Linked DNA regions of Sus scrofa: region 2 is linked to region 1. Evidence: chromatin contacts called from public Hi-C data. All regions are on one chromosome and are shown on one strand. The core of a region is the stretch at or near the end of the contact, and the rest is flanking DNA. Distances in the headings are between cores, read along the strand shown.

The links. Hi-C and Micro-C count contacts between places; a contact is called where the count stands out from the background.
Region 2: a contact with region 1 is called in a Hi-C map of retroperitoneal adipose tissue, with 1.6 times the contacts expected there. The contact joins two enhancer-like sites. A contact is called at or near these places in 5 of 47 Hi-C or Micro-C datasets (omental adipose tissue, psoas muscle, retroperitoneal adipose tissue and 2 more) and 2 of 2 datasets of contacts at active chromatin or transcription factors (alveolar macrophages and skeletal muscle).

The regions. Positions count from the first base shown.
Region 1 is chr4:55,080,301-55,083,212 of Sscrofa11.1, reverse strand. No RefSeq gene overlaps it. Among named protein-coding and RNA genes, the nearest start is that of FABP4, 15 kb to the left of the region's middle. Within about 2 kb of position 1,367, at least 1 of the 83 cell types and tissues checked has an H3K27ac peak or open chromatin away from gene starts, as enhancers often do. A contact at or near this core is called in retroperitoneal adipose tissue, where this site is marked.
Region 2 is chr4:55,166,607-55,169,518 of Sscrofa11.1, reverse strand. No RefSeq gene overlaps it. Among named protein-coding and RNA genes, the nearest start is that of PMP2, 33 kb to the right of the region's middle. Within about 2 kb of position 1,533, at least 12 of the 83 cell types and tissues checked have an H3K27ac peak or open chromatin away from gene starts, as enhancers often do. A contact at or near this core is called in retroperitoneal adipose tissue, where this site is marked.

The DNA.
Region 1 (2,912 bases), core at 118-2,617:
TCCAAATTTCTTCGGGATTTTGATTCCTAACTGCCCTTAAACTTGGAAGCAACTATTCCAGCTCTTGCTCTTTTCCCTAGTTATCTTGCCAAATTCCACAAATGTCATTCTTGCTTCCTTTCGAATCACGCCCAGGGACATTGTCCTCACTTTTTTTCTGGATGGCTTTTTACCCCTTGTCCTTTGACACACTTCTAAGTTTCTCAGGGCTACAGAACATGGACTATTTTTAATCAATGACACATTCTCAGTTCCCAATATTCATGTTTTTTTTAAATTATGAGACATATATTGTCTTTATTCAAAAACAACATTCTATTTTTAAAAATCACAGAAGAGTAGTCCAAAGTGCAACCTAACTATTTCATAGATGCAAAAATATCTGGAACATAAGATCTTAGTGAACATAGATCCTCAAAAGTACATTATTCCTTCTAATTGGTGGATACTTGCCTAATAACATTATCTGGAACTGCAAATGAAAAAAGAAAAACTAAATATATAAAAGAAGGCATATAATAATTTTACACCTAATGTATAGGCTCTACTTTTTAATGTTTTAAAGTTAATTTTTACAAAAAAATCCTTTTACCCTTTATGGAATATAAGATATTCTTTAAAATTTTAAGATAGTCCATTCTTAAAATTTTTACTGCTCTTAACTTTCCTCCTAGATTCCTATAATTACTACTATTTTACAATAGGATCAAGAAAATAATTAGAAAATCATAGAATTATGCTGCTGTCGCTGAATTGGAGTGAATTCTATTTATTTTACAGTTAAGAAAATAGATCCCCAATATGTTGTATGGCTTGTCCTAATTCACACAGACAAAAATTCAATGAGCATCACAATGGATTTCTTTTAGTTTTATATGTATGCTCTTTTCCATACTGAAATTTTATTTTCCCAGTGTTATTCTATTTACACTAAATTTTAGTCCAATGTACATCATGCTAGAAGTTATAATAATCTGTATTGAACACATCGAGGAATCTCCTTAGGTTTTCTTGATGGTCTTGTCTCTTGAATCCTCTGCCCGAGCTTCCGCAGCAACCAGGACAGTAGAACATAAAAAAACACCTCATTCCTAGGATTGTGGATCTTGGTGTAGGCCTTAAAGGCTTTAAGAATGCAAGGATTAGGGTCTCCATCATATCTCTATGCAATTTACCTATGTGTCTAGCTCCTGGAAAAACTAGATACTTCTTGGCTGTTGATTATGGACTGCCATCTACCTAAGCAGATGCCATCTCCAAACAAAGCTGATGTGCCATCTGGGATATTTTTACTGCATCAGCCAAGCACATTCAGAGATTTAGGTGAGCAGGCACTGTCAGGTGGGGCTTCCAGGCAGGTAGCAGGATCACAATGGCAGGGCATTGCTTGGGACTCAACCAGGAGGCTGATTAACAATAACAAGACCCAGGAGTTCCCATCGTGGTGCAGAGGAAACAAATCTGACTAGGAACCATGAGGTTGCGGGTTCAATCCCTGGCCTTGCTCAGTGGGTTAAGGATCCAGTGTTGCCATGAGCTATGGTGTAGGTCACGGACATGGCTGGGATCTGGTGTTGCTGTGGCTCTGGCGTAGGCCGGCGGCCACAGCTCCGATTGGAACCTCCATATGCCGTGGGTGTGCCCCTAAAAATACAAAAAAAAACAAACAAAACAAAACAAAACAAAAAAATAATAACAAGACCCAGCCACTGGAGTAAGTTCATCAAAGCAGTCTAAGAGTAGGCACTGGGTCCCAGAAACAAGGAGGAAGCCCAGTTTCTAGAATCTAGACACTGATGCTCTGGATCCTGGGCTGGGAGATTAGTGGCTAAGACAATGCTGTCTCCCAGTGAGGACCAAGATGGGGCGTGTGCTTTCTGAAGACAGAAAAGTTGAAACTCCAGGAAAGAATGAAGTGATCTCAACCACAAGGAGCAGTATGAGTGACCAAGGCCCAAACAGGTCATCATAACTATGCACAATTCCCACCCTCCCTCCCCTGATTGAGTTTGAAGACGATTTTTTTTTTCTGTGTATTTATTTCTTTACCTATGTATTTTCTTTTAATATCTATCTTCTACCAGCTGCTAGTATTAGTTTTATTAATGTTAATAATCATAACATGAAAACATGGTTAAGTCTGTTAGAGAGATTAGACTTTAAAATACATAAATGTAATATAGAGTAATAGGTGCCTGGGTTCAGGTAGGTACGGATTCAGACAGAATAATAATTTTACTTGGAAAGGTCACAAAAGCCTTGACAGGTTGAACCATGTTCTAGCTTAAGGTTGAAAGTTGAAGAGTCCACCAAATAGTCACGAGAAGTATATTGCAGGTAAAGGAGTTTCTTCATACTTTGTTAATCAAGATGGAATGAGAGGGTAGAAATATACAAAGGGGCTACGTGACAAATAGCATTAGATCCTTTGCAGAAGAGTCTGGATTTTAAGCTACAGAGATTTGAAGATTTTTAAGCCACTGAGAAACACAGTTTATCTTTTACAAAATTCACTCTGGCAATACTATGGGAGTTGAGACTGGAATCAAATTGGAAAGGGGAGACAGGCAAGCCAGGGGGACCCCAGAAGGAAGAAGACTAGTGAGGAATTGTTAAAATAAATCAGGAGGTAGGGGATGAGAATCTGTTTTAGCCTGTGCTCTTTTAATAATTTATTTTATTGACCTATAGTGGGTTTACAGTGTTGGGTTAATTTCTGCTGTATATCAAAGTATCTTTTTCATGTTCTTTTCCATTATGGTTTATTACAGGATATTGAGGATTATTCTTTGTGCTATATATACAGTGAGACCTTGTTGTTTATCCATTCTATATATAATAGCTTGCATCTGCTAATCCCAAACTCCCAATCCATTCTTTCCCCTTGTCAACCTCAAGTCAGGTATCTTTGA
Region 2 (2,912 bases), core at 284-2,783, 86 kb before region 1:
CACCTTTTGAGACATGTCCAGTAGTCATCCCAGATACAGCGAGTGACTGAGCTAAAAGAGGGACTACACATTGAAGGAGCTAAGTGCTGCTTGATCAGAAGACACTGAGTAGAGATGGGAGCGTTGTCAGAGGGGAATAGAGAAACTGACTAGTGGTGGTGTTATTTAAAAAAAAAATGAAATGGAAATACTTCCTGATGTTACTGTAAAGTGAGACAGATAAGGGAAATCTTAAAAACACTTAATAAGATTTAGGAGCTTGAAATTTTACATTTTCGAAGACAACATGGATCTATTTTTTTCAAAATGAAAGTGTCACTGGAAAGATGTTATTGGAATCCAGGTTCTTGTTCATGGAGCCGAAGAATGAACTTCACCAACGCACAGGCAGCAAGTAAGCAAAGGTCTTTATCACAGGAAAGCAAATAGCTCCCAGCACAGACGCTGGGAGGGGGGAGGAAGAGTCTCCCTCTCTATTGTTCTATGAGATTTTTATCTCTTAAAGATAGGAGTACCAACATGGGGTCCAGATTATCAGTTCTTTTTCCCATTGGCCTTGACCAGTTTACCTACATCAGTCCCTGTCCTATAGGAGTCTTAGGGTAGATATATCCCATAAGTCTTATGGTTCCTTTGTTCTTCTCTTCCCCAGACTGGGAGTTGCCATTCCCCTCATTCCTTTTCTATCAGTTGAGGAGTGGGTTCGAGATTAACATCCTTCTGGAGGCCTGTGGGGATGCTACTTCCTGGAACTCTTAAAAGTCACAGACGTTAATCAATGACCATATCAAAGAATATATCAAAGCCCATGTTGCTGCACTAACTACCTGAATTATTATTCTGCCTCAAAAGGAAAAGCAAAAGCGTTCCAAACTTCCTCCATATTTTCTAGATGTATTCTTGCCAGTGGCATGGAAAGCATCCACTCAACAGATATAGCCCTTTCTGTCTATGAATTGAGATACTCCATCCACAGTTGGCAGGAGCAAGAGGTTACCTCAAGTGTGGAGCTGCCTCATGGATTTTAAAATGCCAGAAGTCTCATCTTCCCCCAAGTCCCTCCCCACCAATTGTAAATCCCCAGTATGAGTGTTAACAAATTAGATAGATACATAGTCTCTCTAAGGACCCTTCTTCTCTTATCAGTTTATCACAAAAGAATACATGTTAGGATCAAGCCCTGAAGTAGGGTGTAAGCCTGGGTCAAAAGGTGAATCACAGTACATGCCTGGGAAGGGAACAGTCGTTCCAGAGGGAAGTGGGTGGGGTATTTCAGTGCTACCAGAATGGTTTTACATAGTTCCTGCTCCTCCATTACCCTCTAGTGAGTGTACATTTTACAATTCTATATTACTCGAGTCTTAAAGGGAGAAATATCTCATCAACTTTTTCTCCTGGGAATAAAGTCTGGAAATTATCAGGATGGAATTATACAGCATTACTTTATCTCCTGAAAGAGCATGTCTGAGCTCGAGGTTCTGTTCAGATAAAAGTTGGCCAAGAGACAACTCATTGGTTCTATGTTAGTTCCCCCCAGGTCATGGAAAAATTCCAGAAATGACAGCTTTCTTCCTGCCCATTATCAGGTATGGACTCCACCCTGCTGTTCTGTTCAAATGGTTCAGTTACTGAAAAAGAATACAAAGAAAAATAGAAGCAGAAGCATTTATTTGCCTTCTTACTAGGCCTTAACTATGTTTCTAAAATGGAGCCAAGGCATGAAATTCCTTCAGATGGACATAATCTTGTGGGACCAGCTGTACCAGTGAAGCCCCTGAATGCAATAAAATGGTATTGAGAATTTTATCATGCCCTTTCTGCTGGAAAGAATTTATATTTTTCATCGGCTTCTCAAATGCCACCATGGCCCAAGAAATTCTACGAACTATCAGAGAAGATTTAAAGCTTTGAGTGAGTAACTCTGCTCTGAGGGGAAAAGGACTGTAAAGGAGGAAGTTATAATGAACACAGTTTTAATAATGTCATCTGGTGCAACATTGCATGAAACAGACAGTACAATGTACAATCATACTTAGTTTGAGTCATTGCAATTTGCAGTCATTTGACTTTTGTGTTGTATACAAAGCTACATATTGCTATAATTTGCAGTTTCAGGCATTTAGGGGAGTGGGAGCTGATCTCCCACTGGAAGTTTACTTCTCTAAGAGGTATGAAGGGTGGGGTCTGAATAGTGTGATTTAAAGGAAGGAGTCTTTTTTTGGGGGGGTACTCCCTCAGCATGACATAGTTCCCAGGTCAGGGTTTGAACCCTTGCCACAGCAGTAGCCCAAGCCACTGCAGTGATAAAGCTGAATCCTTAACCACTGGGCCACAAGAGATCTCCAGAAGGAGTCTTGATGAAATAAAAATGTCCACTCCTTTTATCTTTGATTGTTTGTTTGTTTGTTTGTTTTTGCTTTTTAGGGCTGTACCTGTGGCATAAGGAAGTTCCCAGGCTAGGGATCAAATCAGAGCTACAGCTGCCAGCCTACACAACAGCCACAGCAATGTAGAATCCGAGCCACGTATGTGACGTATACCCCGGCTCATGGCAATGCCAGATCCTTAACCCACTGAGCAAGGTCAGGGATGGAACCCATATCATCATGGACCCAAGTTGGGTTCGTTACTGCTGAGCCATGACAGGAATTCCTATCTTAGTTTAAATTGTTGCTTTTCTAATACTTTGCACTAAAACATAAATGAATCATAGAATTCCTAGCCTCTTAACTTCTCCCAGATCTGTGTATTTGTGTTGGTTTGATGGTTATTTAAAGAGCCTGGTATAGTTTTCTTAAAGGGTGAAGTAGAGGATGTTGGCAAAGTCCTTAATAGAGTTACTCATATCACCTCCCATCTTTTCCCTAGTGGTGTACCACTTAATATTCTAATATAACAGCATTTCATGATTA